Linked DNA regions of Sus scrofa: region 2 is linked to region 1. The links are chromatin contacts, called in public Hi-C maps. All regions are on one chromosome and are shown on one strand. Each heading gives the region's core, a stretch centred on a gene start, on an enhancer-like site or on the middle of the called end of the contact. The rest is flanking DNA. Distances are from core to core; before and after follow the strand shown.

The links. A called contact is a pair of places that touch in the nucleus more often than the background predicts.
Region 2: a contact with region 1 is called in a Hi-C map of skeletal muscle, with 4 times the contacts expected there. The contact joins the promoter of KIAA1324L here to the promoter of TMEM243 in region 1. A contact is called at or near these places in 8 of 47 Hi-C or Micro-C datasets (alveolar macrophages, embryonic fibroblasts, epiblast stem cells and 5 more).

Annotation. Positions count from the first base shown.
Region 1 is chr9:93,389,939-93,397,541 of Sscrofa11.1, reverse strand. TMEM243 (transmembrane protein 243) reads right to left here and starts at 3,847. Exons shown (of 5, transcript XM_005656707.3): 1 at 3,767-3,847; 2 at 2,859-3,140. The coding sequence starts at 2,936.
Region 2 is chr9:93,536,540-93,544,142 of Sscrofa11.1, reverse strand. It overlaps KIAA1324L (UPF0577 protein KIAA1324-like homolog), which reads right to left and starts at 3,297. Exons shown (of 22, transcript XM_003130217.5): 1 at 2,937-3,297. The coding sequence starts at 3,125.

The DNA.
Region 1 (7,603 bases), core at 2,598-5,097:
TAAGGGAGAAGGGTTTGGAGGAGGGATGACTGGGAGGTTGGGGTGAGCAGATGTAAGCTATGATACAGGAGGGGACAAACAACAAGGCCCTACTGTTTAGCACAGAGAACTATATTCAATGTCCTATGATGATAATGGAAAAGAACATTTTTTTAAAAAGGTGTATGTATGTATAACTGAATCACTCTGCTGTACAGTAGAAATTAACACATTGCAAATCAATAATACTTCAATAAAAAACTAAAATAAAATTGAGGGACTATGATAAATCTTTAAAAGGCAAGTATGATTACTAAAAGCTCAGAAGATCCCTCAGACTAGGACAGGAAGTGGGCTTTTCTGGATTGTCTCCTCAGAAGCATAGTCTGTTCATATTGTTTCCACTGTAAGGTGGCTGTTGTGTCCAGCTTCCTGGTGTCTGAAATGGAGCATACTGGGAACACACTCACACAGGGCCAGTGAAGGGTCTCCCAGGGTCCCCATCCTGCCCTGGCAGTGACTGTTCCATGGAAATAGCTCCAATGCAGTGTGTCGTACTCTTTCACTATTGAAGCCCCATTCCTGTGTCTTGCCCACTTTAGGTCCCCAAATAAAATCATTTCCTATCACAAAAGACAATGCCTCTCCTTTAGATCTGCCACCTCAGTTCATACAAAACATGATAAGATCTCAGATCAGAGGTCTCCTTTCTCCATTCTGCACAATTTCTCTACATCCAATCATTCTGTTAGGCTCGCAGAGGAAGCTAAAGGGAGCAATTCTGAGAAATATGGAAATATATATTATTATTTTTTTTTTCTTCTTAGTAGTTGATTTTATTGTTATGAGGCCTAGAATGGCCTAGTAATGCTGGGGGTGTATACTCTTGGATTAAATAATAAGCAACCAACAGGGATATACCTGCAATAGTCAAGTTCTCAGATGGGTTTCAGTTGGATCAGAAGCAATAGGAAATATAGTCAGTGACCATTTCAGCCCAAGTGAGTTGGAAAACATCACTAAGTGTCTCTCTAAATCAACAAGTTCCTTTCCAAGCCATCGACCTCAGTACTCAGAGGTTAAAGGCGGTGAGAGGTTTCCGTCATCCAGAACCCCAATCTGTGCACCATAGTATACAGGGGAGACAGAGAACCTCTTCGCTCTCAGGACAGCTGGGCAGCCAGGTGTCCTAGATCCTACCCCTTCAAGCAGCATGCTGCCTCTCCTCTCCAGGTCCCAAATCCTCTTCTAGTCAAACCCCAATTTAGGGGCATTCATATCTGAAAGCCAAAGGCTACCAGACACTCTGAATGGAGAATCCGTCCTCTCAGACCTTTCCCCAGCTTACCAAAGTGAGCACTTTCTCTTCGGTACTCCAACATGCCCCCCTACGCCCCTGTTCTAGCACAGATCCAACTGCATCACACTTGCTTACATATTCCCCCAACTACCTGGACTCCCTGGACCCCCTGGGCCTATCACATAATGCTCAATATGTTTGCAGAAATAGGGCTATCTATCTACTGGACCAGAGCCAGGCTTCTCAAACCAGGTGCACTGGGGGCGGGGATTACGCAAAGCCACAGAATAAACAAGGAGCATCAAGCTTAAAACATTTTCTCAAAACAACACTTTGAAAACAAAAAAAAAATCCAGAGTTCCCGTTGTGGCACAGTGGTTAACGAATCTGACTAGGAACCATGAGGTTGCAGGTTCAATCCCTGGTCTTGCTCAGTGGGTTAAGAATCTGGCGTTGCCGTGAGCTGTAGTGTAGGTTGCAGACTCAGCTCGGATCTCCTGTTGCTGTGGTGTAGGCCGGTGGCTACAGCTCCGATTGGACCCCTAGCCTAGGAACCTCCATATGCTGCGGGAGCGGCCCTAGAAAAAGAAAAAAGACAAAAAAAAAAAAAAAAAAGAAAAGAAAAAAGAAAAAAAAATCCACATGTAATTTTAAAATAACAATAAAGTAGTAGTCTCCTGGCAGCTTCCAAATTCAGGGTTCCGCTCCAGGCTGTCTGGTGCACAAGTTCCCTATCCTTTCTCCTAAAGAGGTCCCTGCCAGAGCCCAGAAACCCAAGAAGTTCCGGACTCCATATGTGCCCTCCTTTTTGAGAGCCTGAAAGCACTTTGTCAGGGGTCAAAAATCACCAATGCCACTTTCTGAGTGGGGGGAAAACAAAAAACAAAAATACCTGAACAGGCTTATCTTGCCCCAATGACACAAAAAGTTAATGCCGGGGACAGGAAAGTAGCTCTCTTCAATTCCTGGCCCAGGACATCACATGATTAAGCTTGTAAGAAGACGTGATACTTTTTAAAAGCCTAAAATAACATACTATTAGCTTGTTTGGGTCTGAGACCCTTTGATCACTTCCTGTAATGGAGCCCCATCAAAGAAATCCCATTTCACGCCTGTCCTCTTCTCTGCCAGGCTGCCTCAGCAGTAAACCCTTAAGGCTTCTACATAAACACAATCAGAAGCACCTCTCCAGGGCTCTTACAGAGGCCTCAGGCGCAAATGTGAAGCCTCTCAGAAGAGCAGCACTCCACCTGCACGGCGGATGTGCAAACACCCAACTACCTGCCCGGGGGGCGGGCCGCTTCCGCACACCCAAGAAGCACACCCATCCCCCCACCGTGCCCCGCACAGACGAGAACTTTCTAAACTTTTCTCCACCCCAGCCCTCAAGGCTCTTGCGCAACCCTGTCCCAAAGGAGGCGAGGAACAGAGCAAGTACCTAGAGAGGGACTGAACTGATGTTGAAGAATCAGCAGCTCTTTTCTTGCTACAAGTGCCTTCAGGGGCCGCAGAACGTCCCAGAAAGGCTCCAGGCCGGAGGGCGGACAGACACAGACACAGGCACCCAGGCCGCACTCACCTTGGCCGACGTCTCTCCGAACAGAGGTCTGTTGTCCAGGCCACTGGTGCCGTAGGTCCTGGTAGAAAAGTCCTCCATTTTAGGGTTTATTCGCTGTCCCCAAGGCACTCAAAGCCGAACCAGCATTGCCTCCCGAAGTCCCGGGTCCACGAGTCGCAGTCACCGAGCGCTCATTGCCGAAGCCCAGGGGGCCGCAGTCCCGGCGGCGGCGGGGGTGGGCGCTCAGACCCACGGGATAAGGCAGCTCAGCCTGAGCCCCGCTCCGCTCTTCATCTTCAGCAGCTGCCGCAGGAAGTGAAAGGAAACAAACACCGCGTGGCCGACGGGCCAGCCTCCCCGCCCCGCCCGCTTCCCCAAATCTCAGCCCAGGGTCAGCCTGGCTCGTGCCGCAGCGGGCGGAGCGAATGGGCTTCCCCGGGCTACCCGCTTCTCTTTCTTCGCCACCCCTCCCAGTGGCACGGTAATTTCCCGTGCTTTCTAAATGTTCCCGTGAGCACGTACCTCTTCAGGCTCAGCGGGGGAAAAAAGTTTTTCTGGGAGAAACCCTTACAAGCCCTCCGCCCCGCCCCAACCCTCTCTCCCCAACTGCCGGAGAAGTGAAGCTGCGGGAGCAGAGCCCAGGGCTCTGCGTCCCCTCCCGCAGCGCTGCGCGTTCAGATCGCGGCAGCGCGGAGCGATTCGGATCCCCGCTCGAGGATTGCATGTACCCGCGGGCCGGCGCGCTCCCCTCGCGCTTTCGGAGCAGGAGGAGGGGATCCCACCTTGGCCCGGCTCAAATGGGCCACTCTCTCGGATCCGCCTTGCGCCGGCAGGCCAAACCTCGGCGTCCCTGCCGCCCGCACGCTGGGGAGTCCTGGCCGCGCGGGAAAGCACGGGTCCCTGTCCACGCCCGCGCGGAAACTCCGTACCGAGGCGTCGGCGGGAAAGTGACCGGCCCGGCCCGCGGAGAGCGGACGTGCGGCTCCCCTGGCCGGGACCCCAAGGCCACTGTCGCAAACCGACTTGGCCCGCCCAGGCCACGTCACGGCCCAGGCCACCAATCCCGCGTGCCAAGACGCCGCATTGGCCGCGGAGCTTTATTTCTAGTGGTGCCAGTTCATTCCCCGCCGGCCCGCTTATCTCCTCGGCTCCCAGTTTCTCAGCCTCTTAGTAATTAGCGCCTGCGCGACCCACGTGGGCAAAGCACATTTCGGAAGATAGCCTTGCACTGGGCTGAAAGCGTCTCAAAAACAACCGGCCTGCTTTAACCACCTCAGTCTTTTCACAACTAGGACGGAAAGGGGATCGCTGATAAATATGGTTTAGGGTTGTTTGTATGTTTGTTTTGTGAGAGGGAACCTGTGTCGTGGAGACAAACGGTCGAGGAGTAATGCTTCTTTCAGTAATGCTTGTCCACTCATCCTGCTGGTTATAATGCCAACTAAGCACAGGTGCAGACAGTCAGCCTCTTCTTCTACCTCCTAGGCAACATAGCGTCCCTCTGGATTTGGGGGCGTTTATAGTACTGGGAAACAAATGCAACTATGCTAGGTTGCTTGGACAATACAACTCCTACATTGAGAAGAGCTCTGACTTCGTTTGTGTGCAGGAAGAGACCATGTTGGAACAGTGGAGCCATGTAACACTTGGAATCCAAGCAAAGATTCTCGGTGGTTCCTCTAGAGTTTAGGACAACGGATTAGGACAAGGGATGGACGGAGAACCACAGAGCTATAGGTTTGAAATTTACAACACTGGATATAAATGGGTATGGTGTATATATCTAATCTAGCAGTTATGTATTTTATAAATGATCTTCTCTTTGGGACTTTTTGTTCTAAGAGGAATGCTGCACAATCTTGCACCATCTCTATTAGCAGTTTGGCCCAATAAATAATTTTATTCATTCACTGTGCAGCACATTTACTGCACATTTACAGATACTTTTTGAGCACAGGCTATGTATCAGGCAACCGCCAGAGTTTTAAAGTAATCCAGGAGTTCCCATTGTGGCTCAGTGGTTAACGAATCCGAGTAAGAACCATGAGGTTGTGGGTTCGATCCCTGGCCTTGCTCAGTGGGTTAAGGATTCAGCATTGCCGTGAGCTGTGGTGTAGGTCACAGATGCGGCTCAGATCCTGCGCTGCTCTGGCTCTGGTATAGGCCCGCAGCTACAGCTCCCATTAGACCCCTAGCCTATGCTGTGAGTTTGACCCTAGAAAAGACAAAAAAAAAAAAAGTAATCCAGAGAGGTGCCTGCCTGCTTGCATCTCTCACAAGTGTCCTATCTTTATAAATCTTTTTCTTGCCATAAATAAATAAATAAATAAATAAAGTGATCCAGAGACAGCCAAGGTCACATTGTTGAGTTTGGAGCAGCAGATGCAGACATGTGATTACAATACAGAGAAAGGAGAAGGTACAGTGGCATGACCAGCAGCACAAGCTCTGAGGTTGATCACATCTGCCCTCAAACCCTGATGCCCCCACCATCTACAAACTATGTGATCTTGGGAAAGTAATCTAACCTCTCTTGAGCGCCTTCCTGTGTAAAAAGTGAAGATGAGGAGTTCCCTGGTGGCCTAGTGTTTAAGGATCTGGAGTTGTCACTGCTATGGCTCAGGTCACTGCTGTGACTCAAGTTCAATCCCTGGCCCAGGAACTTCTGCATGCAGCTGGCGTGGCCAAAAAAAAGTGAAGATGATAATGATAGATGAAACTAGATTATCTAACTTTAACCAATTTCTTTTAAAAAATTAATCTAATAGAGATGCTTTAAGACACCTACCAAGGAAGTATCCAAATGGTAGTTGTCCTAAGTGGTAATGAGTGATGTGATCTGGACTCTATGGGGGGTGCTGTGGGGTTCATGGGAGGGCACCCACCAGATTCAGGTGACAGGGACAACTTCCCTTGGGGAGACTTCTAAATCAAAACCCCAAAGCGGGGTATAAGTTAGCCAAGGTGGAAAGGAGAGTCAAGAAGACAGGCGGGAAAGATCAGATATTTGTGTTGGGTGCAAATGAGGAGGAAGGGGAGTCTTGGATAATGAAGCTCTCACTCTTCAGTTGCTTATTCTCTTGTCTCATCAATTTTCAGAGCCTCTGTGCCATTGTTTTTCCTAAAAACCAGCTTCCTCATGACTACTACTCACCCCAGATTTCAACATACCAATAACTTTAGCTTGGTTTGGGGGCTAAACTCAGGGAAAATGGATTGTATGACTGCAGTGCCCACCACTGCTTGGCAGTCTCAATCTCTATCTTCAAATTCCAATCCCCATGAGAAATTTCAATTGGCTGACTCTAAATTACGGATTGATTTCTAATTGCTTTAGGTCCTCCACCCTCAACAGCCAACAAGTGGGACCATATTTTCTAAGAACCACCAGCTTGAGTAGAGAAAGAGGATTAATTAAATAGAGCATATGTGTGTATCAAATCAGTGATAGGAATAGACAGTGTCTTGCTGCCCAAACTGTGGTTCCTGGACCACAAGCAAGGCATCACCTGGTAATCTTAGAAATGCAGAGCTTCAGTCCTCACCCCTGAGCTACTGAATCACAATGTGCATTTTTATAAAATCCCCAGGGGATTCATATGTACATTGAAGTGCGTAAATACACCCCAATTTACAAATCGGGCTACAGGCCATATAGATGACCCTCCCAATAACCACTGCTTCTTATTTCTTTTCTTTTTTTTTTTTTCTTTTTCATACTGATTTTCATTGTGCTTCAGCCACACACTCCAATGTAACATTCTGGACTTCGGCAACACCCAGAATTGCACCATGTTTGAAATAAACACACCATTTGGCAAGCCTTCTCCTCCAGTCCTTTTGACACTCAAGGTCAAAGTATCAGTCCCTTGGTCACTTTAATGTCTCTGGTCCTTTGGTCTCTTGACTTTTTCTCATCAGATCTTCTTTCCCATTTTCACTATCTCCCAGCTTAGATTGTGTGCTCTATCACTGCCATTGCTCTTTTGATAATATCTTTAGTTCCCTTTCTCCATTTAGTTTACCACACCTATGCAGAAAGTCCCCTGATATATATTAATCCTTCTGCTTTCTCAACACCTGCGACCAGGTGTCTAGTTCAGCTAGAGGGGAAAAAACCATAAATGCCCCTAATTAGTATAGTTTTAAATTCAAGGCAGCCAACCTCAACTGTGCCCTAAAAACCACCTGCAAACCCTGGCTTTGTTTGGACAGCTTTCTCTCATGTTGCCTACACTCTGTTAGCCTCAGCAGGGGACTCAGAAGAAACCAAAACCACCAGATGGAAATTCCCTCGACTTATCAGCACACCTGACATATCACCTCTCTCCAGGCTCTTGCAGTCCTCCTTCCCTCCAATGAGAATGGAAGAGATGCTGGTCTGTCCCTCATGTTTATAGCCCATTACATCCCAGCATCACAGGGGTCTCACTGTTATGATTACATATAGATATATACATACATATTTTTCCCCCTATGGAAAGCATTTAAACATGCTCAGTTTCAATCACGTTAAAACAAACACACAAAAATCTTGCATGAAGCCTAGGTCTTCCTCTGCCTGCCTCACTCTCTTGCCCCCACACCCTCCTGGAACTTTTGGTTGCCTTGGGAACCATCTTACCCCCTCCCCCTACTCCCTTGAAAGCAGAGCCTACCTCCCTCTATAAAGGGAAAAACCAGCTGTTCCCCAGTAGCTGGGGGAGGGCCAGTGAGTCATTAGGGCAAGTCTGCTGGGGGCTTTTAGGGAGGTTTCCTCTCTGATA
Region 2 (7,603 bases), core at 2,048-4,547, 150 kb before region 1:
ATTTACCCTTCATAAACTCCCCCATAAAAAGTCTACAGAAAATTAATTCTATACTTTCTGATTTCCAGTCTTTTTTTTTTTTTAATTTCAACACCATTTCCCAAAGCTACATCCTATTATTGTCCTTAGACTGCTGGTACAAAGACTGTACTTTTAATGCTGTCTCCCCTTCCTGTGTGCTTGAGTGTCCACCCTGCTGACTGGATCCTGAACTGAACATTCCAAAGTAATCATTTTTCTCCCCTTTTATGGTCCATAGTCCAATGATTTTGACAAAGGAAGTTGTATTATGAGTTTCACTCCCAAGTCCCAGCCTCAGCAAAGAACATTAAGTGAAACTTTATCTCAGTTGTCTTTCAGAAGAGCTGTTTTTTTTGTTTTGCTTTTTTTCTTCTGAACTCAAGTAATCATAATTAGATCACTCCCATGCCAATTTTCTCTGCTTCTCCTCCTCTTCCTGGTGCAGCTTTTCTCCAAAATCAGACAAGGAAAATGACAGCCTGTGTAACTTAGTTACACTTAACTACTTTATAAAAATGTTGATAAGTGAGGATGAAACTACCGGGGAAAATGAGGCATAGAAGACCTGCAGATTTCCCCTTCAACATTCTCTCCTGTTATCAAGAGTTAGCTTTAGTTTCCAGCCTCAGACCCCCTCACTTTCACAGCTCTCACTGCCCTCCCCACAAAGTGGTAATGAAGAGTAGAAAGAGATAAACATGCAGGAGTGCCCACAAAATAGTTACTTTAACAATGTCTTTGTTCATGGGAGTTTGGCCCATAGCCCTGTCTCAGAGAAAGCCCTCTACATATCCATAAGCATAAGCAGACCCTCCCCCTCAAAGCCTGAAAAATAACCTCCTCTTCTCAATGTTCTCTTGAAAACAATGTCAGAGGAAAACAATGATCAATTCCATAAATTAATTCAGCTAGTTAGACCAGATGCCAAGGAGCAGATACAGCTCCACCCCCACTCGAAAGACCACTTGGCCCCTCTGATGTCCAAAGGAACCTCCAACTCCCAGTCAATCATCCTACAAGTGTTTGTCAGGCACCAGGAAGAATATAAATGGACCTGCGCATCACCATTTCTAAAAACACGACTAGCCACAGGCAGGCCCAGGAGCATTCTCCTAAATATTTTATTTCTATAAATTAAGGCTTGAAACCTCAAGAAATTGAGTCACATGCAATTTCTAAAGTCAGTACAATTAAGTGAACACAGCCTTCCTGAATCAGCCATCATCTCCTTGCCTCTGGTTTCAGTATTTCTGCCCTAGATTTCAGACTCTTACTCCATTCTGTCTGGGTATACATGTGTCGAACATGTGACCATATCAAGGATCAGTCTAGCTGTAACATTACCTCCACTGGCCCTGACTTAGGCCTGTTTCGAGTCTTCATTACTAAGAATTAATTTTACAAGAATCTTAAGACTTTCCACTTCAGGGAAAAAAAAAAAAAAAAAAAAAAAAACCACAGGTTTCGCATATTGGGATTGGAGGCAGGATGCAAGGTTTTAAGTTTATCCTGCTACAAGTGTATCATCCGAAGATGCCCAAGAAGGAGCTTTCTGTGAAAATATGGAATGGACTATTCCCAGGTGACAGGAGAACACAGATTAAACAACTGATTAGACTAATAAACTCTGAAACTAAACACAGCTGTTCGTTGAGATCCTGCCCTGATTTCCCCAGTTACAACACTACTGTGTGCTCACACACGTGCCTTTGATCTGATTTTTTCATTTCAGTTTCTCTTGGGACTGGGATGGTGGGAGAGAAAGGTTGAAATCCATGGAGGATGTCTAGACACAGACATTCTATAAATCAAGCCTGAGTAAAATTCCAAAGTGACACAAAAAAAACAAGGTCTGGTCTTTCTTCCCAGAGGGGCTATTGGCTAACCCACTTTTGCTACAGCAATTAAAATGACCCATCACCCTGATTCCTAGCAATCTTACTAAAAACGGTATCTATTCCTCATATCCTCCTCAATGTAATCACTCAAAGTAGGTCAGAAATGGTGCTTCCTTCCCCACATTGATTTTCATTAAGAGGATACACTTTCTGGAACACTAAAGGGAAAGACAAACATCCTATGCAAGCACCAGATGACACCCCCTATAAATTTTTCGCACAGCCAGTCCAGTTCCCCTAAAAGCAGAAGTAAAATCTCATCCCCCCATAATTTATCATTTTGGCTCTCAATAATAATCTCAAACTTTAAAATACACAGCGGCAATGCTTCAACCAGGTGATGCATATGCACTCTACTCCTTCTACCAAAAGGAGCATATGCACTCAGTCTTTTCTAATTTCCTAGATCACCAACCCACCTCTTCCCTAAGTGCACAGTTTTTTTCTTCCTACTTCACATCCATGTTTTGGCAGAAGGATGCCAAGTGACACCACACACTGGCTTAGCAAGTCCCTGGGGCCTTATCAGCAAGCTGAGTGCAGAGGAGTAGGAAGAAGTGGTCTGTAGATACTGGGGAGTGGAGGGAGGGGGAGGGGGAGTGAAGAAAGGGGGAGGGAGGGACTGGGAAGCCTGGGGGGGGGGGTCTTAGCTGGCTTCTGGAAAAGCTGTGAAGAGATGGGTCTCCAAGGGGCTTCCCCAGTCCCCTCCCCTTTCTGAAAGCTCTCTCAGCCCCAGGTCCCTCAAGCTTGACACTCTAAGAGGATGCCGCAAAGTCCTTCAGAGCCCTCAAAACACTGGAGCGCGAAAAGCATCCCCCCAGCGACAGCAGAGCCTCACACCCTCTCGGCCAGCTTCCCGAGGCGGCAACTTCAGTCCTGGAAACCAATGAAAAGCCCTTTCCTCCAGGGAAGGAAAGAGGCGTCCGCAGAGAGCCATAAACCAGCACAACCCTCACTCCTCTTCTCCCTCTCCCTCCTCCCCCGCAAACTCCAGGTAAAAGACCAGGTGCGACTCACCTCCAAGCAAGGAGGAAGCGGGCGGCCGGAGGAGGAGGAGGGCAGGTCCCCAGCCCAGGCCGCCTGGCAGCCGGCGAGCGCCCAACAGCAGATCCAGGCGGGGCTCCAAGGCTGTAGGAGCCCGCAGTGGGGAGACCCGGCCCGCCGCCCCCGGCCCCTCCCCCGCGCCGGCCCCTGGCCGAGGAGCATCTCTGTCCCGCTGCGGGCGGTCAGCTGGCAGGCTGGAAGGCAGCCTCCCCGGGTGGGGCGCGCTCCGGCTCCCGGGCCGCGAGGGCTGCGCGCTCTGCTGGCCAGTCGCTCGGCCCCTGCCGGTCGGCCAGCTGACAGCTCGCCCGCGCTCGCCGCCCCGGCGGCCGGCGCCGGTGCTCCCGTCACGCCGGAGGGAGGGACCGCAGGGCGCGGGCGCGGCGCGGGGGCGGGACGCGGGGCGGGGACGCGGGAGCCGGGGAGCAGGTGGTGCGGGCGGGGCGGGGCGGGGCGGGGCGGGAAGCGGGCGGCCCAGCCCCGCGGGTCGTGGGGGGTTGCGCGGCCGCTGGGGACGCGAGCCTCAATAGGCGGTGAAGGGCGAGAGAGGCCGGGGTGTCCCCATAGTGTCTCCCACCCCCAGTTCCCTTGGCCCACGGGGAGGGACGCTTCGGGGGGATGGGGGGAGCCAGAGTAAAATCCAGGACATAGGGACATTATTTTCCGGCGGCTCTTTAAAATCTTCTTACTTCGCGCGTCACACAGATGCGCGCCAGGAGCATCCCTTCCTAAGGATCCAAGCTGGCGGGTGTTAGATCGAATTTTGGAGTTATTAGGATTTGCATGAAATGGCGGGGGACGGGGGAAATGAAATAAAAGTGCAGTTTGTGACTTAGTTTTCTCACCGATTAGATGAAAATAATTAAAATACCTAACCCATAAGGTTGTTGTGAGGACTATATACATCAATGCTCAAAATCACTTGAAGAGTGCCTAGCGAGGAGGGAAGCGGTACGTGCTGGAAGTACTAGTAGCCCTAATTATTGCTGCTGGTGGTGTTCCTTCCTGGGGACAACGTGTAACCTTGGGCAAGTAAGCCCTTTTGTTTTGGAGGAAGCGGTTTCTCCATCTGTATAATGACTAGAGTGTAGTTCTTTTCTCTTTCACTTAAAAGTATACTGAACTGGGTGGTGGGCACCAAGTGGTGAGCAAGATGAACACTGTCACTGTCGGGGATCTCAAGGGCCCTTTCATTCGTGCAAAATTCTGTGAATGTGCTAGTTATCCTGTAGTTCAGCAGGAGCACCCAAATTTCCGATAACCGAGCACCTGGAGAAATCTGCTTGGCAGACTCAATATAACTTGAATTTATCTGTGGCACTGTCCTTAATGTGCTTTTTAATAAAGATTTCCACAAGACATGTCAAAGTCCTCCCTTCCTCTCTCTCCCCTCTGTCTCCTGTGTATGTGTTAGTGTGTGTTCTGAGTGTAACAGTAATTCATGTTTAGTGTAAATACTTTGGAAAATACTGAAGACTATTAGAAAAATATAAAAATCACTAGGGATCCTACCACCAAGAGACATTATTAATGGTATTAGCATCTTGAGGACTTTCCTTCCTGGTACTTAATTGTGTGTGTACTGCAAATCTGGAATTATAATTTGTAACCTGCTTTTATTTTTTCCTTAACATGAATATTTTTCAAGCCATGAAAGTCTGACAGCACAGCTTAAGTAATGTATTCTACTGTTTGGATATATGTAACTTACTATTGGATATCAGGCACTGTTTCTCAAGTATTCAATATTATTAATAATTCAGAATGAATGCCCTAGTACATAATCTGCGCACACATATCTCCTTTTAATTTTCTATGATGTCTCTCTAGAATGGAAATAATTGAATTACATACTATGTGCATTTTTAAAGTTTGATTTATAGTGCACAAATTCCTTTAAAATATTTATGTTAATTTTTATCAGCAGTTTATTATGGGTATTTATTTCATAGCATTCTAGAGTATAATACCTCGGATATTTGCTATTCTGGTAGAAGAGGAAAATGCTATTTTATTATTATTTTTTAAACCTACATTATTTTTATAATTAGTAATGTCACTGAACTCAGGTTTGGCTACTTATCACTCCAAAGCCAATACTTGAGAGGCAGTGTTGGTCTAAACAAAGGGTTGCTTTAATCAGAAGCCTGGCAACCTGAGGAGAAGGCAGACTCCTGTCCCAGAACCAATTCCCCAGATTCTGCTCAGCCATGATAGTTTCTAAAGAGAAAGAAGGGAAAGAATCTTCTGGGAGTTGAGAGCTAGTTATTCTTTAACTCCTTAATTCTTCATTCTTACTTCTTTTAATCTGGGAAAAGAATCAGCAGGTTAGACCAAGTATGGTTTGCATTCAGTAGTTAGAAGTTAAGTTAAATTGCCTAGTGATCTCATTTCTATAATCAGGTTCTTTTAGGGCTAGAGGGTAATGAGAATGGGCAGATAGGGAAGGGGCAAAAGAGCTGTTTTCAGTAACAGTAATTTTTCACATATGTTTACAGGCTATATATTTCCTTCTCTTGTCAATGTGTGTGAATTTTTCACTGGCACTATTTGGCCATTTTTCCACAGAAGTTCAATTTTGTTTTATTGATTTGTAAGCAACCTTTGTAAATTTTATATATCACACCATATTGCCACAATACTCTTCTCAGTTTGTGGTCTTTTAATTTTGTTCCTGGTGACCTTTTTGCAGAAGATTGTCATTTTTGTGTACTCAAATATTGCAACATTTCCTTCTGTGATTTCTTCCTTTTTCTTTTTTGGTCTTTTTGTCTTTTTGCCTTTTTTTTTTTTTTTTTTTTTCCTAGGGCTGCTCCCTTGGCACATGGAGATTCCCAGGCTAGGGGTCTAATCAGAGCTGTAGCCACTGGCCTATGCCAGAACCACAGCAATGTGGGATCCAAGACACATCTGCAACCTAAAAAAAAAATCAACAAAAGTCATAGCTATATCCCAGTGATGGTAAACACATGGATTTTATTTTCTTTTTTATTTTGAAGTTTTTTGGTGAAAAAAAAAATTAAAGATTGCCTAAGCACACAAAACCTAGAAAAAATAAAATCTGAATGAATCCAGGTAAGAAATTTTTTGAAAAAAAAAAAGCAATTTTAAACAGTCAAAATTTAAAAAAAGGGGGAAGTATTTTCTTTATCTAATTAGCAAGAGAATAATTTTAGCAAACGTTATGTTGTTGGTTATACACAAGAAAACAAGTGTTTCTGGAAATCAACTGACAATTGTATTATATCTTTAATATGTTTATCCTTATTTTAGTAATTTTATTTCCAGGACTCTAAGGAACTTATAAGTAAGGAGCACATAGTTTCTCTCTAAGGATACTCACTATTGTCTAATAGAGTTTAAAATGAAATAATCTAGGAGTTCCCTAGTGGCCTAGCAGTTAAGGATACAGCATTGTCACTGTTGTGGCACAGCCTTGATCCCTGGCCCAGGAATTTCTGCATGCCATGGGCACAACCAAAAAAATAAATAAATTAAATAAAATAAGCTAGGTGCCCCGAAATAGGGGAATGGCTAAATTAATTATGCTCTTTCACAACATAGTATTGTATAGACATTAAAAATTACGTTTTCCAGAGAATAGGAAGCAAAGTAAGGAAATGTGATTATATAATGTTATATAAATCTGAATAAACAGCATATTCCTAAGTATGATATGTTGGGGAAAAGGGGGGCCTTCATTGTACTTTACGGGAAGAATGTGGCTAGAAGACGATGAACCTGTTAGTATTAATTTCTCAATGGTGGCACACAGATGCTTTTCTCTTTCATTTTAGAGCTGTTTTTCATAATTATTATATATTATTTTTATATTTTTATAATCATTAAGAATTACTTTAAAATTTTCTATCTTTTGATGCCAATCAGTCCTACCTGAAAAAAATCATCAAAGATGTATACAGGGAGTTCCCATCATGGATCATTGGTTAACAAACCCAACTAGTATCCATGAGGATGTGGGTTCTATCCCTGGCCTCGCTCAGTGGGTTAAGGATCTGGTGTTGTGGTGACCTGTGGTGTAGGGTCGCAGAGGCACCTCAGATCCCGTGCTGCTGTGGCTGTGGCGTAGGCCAGTGGCTATAGCTCCAATTTGACCCCTAGCCTGGGAACCTCCTATGCTGTGGGTCCAAAAAAAAAAAAAAAAAAAATGTATACAAAAATTTAAGAACAAAAAGTTTTACCACTGTTATTGGTAAAAGAAAATAAATGAAACCAAATATCTAATATTAGAGAAACAGTTAAGTAAACACTGATACATAACCATGTATTACCCCAACACAAAGAATATTTAAGAAAAGTGTCTGACAGAGGGATACACTTTTATGAAAATGCTTTCAATTAAATGGGGAAAGTCATGATACAAAATTTATATATAATAAGATACATACAGTATAGTAAAAGTATAAAACATGAACAGAAGAGTATGAACCAAATTTCGGGATGGTGACTGCCCAGAGGAAAAGTCAGGAAAGCGGGATTGGGAAGTATAAAAGGGACTTCACTGGTACCTCTAATACTTTTATTTTTGAAAAGAAAGAAGGATGAAAGGAAGAAAGAAAAGAAAGAGGAAACATCCGAAACAATATGATAAAACATAACAATGTTTTTACTGAGTGTTTGGA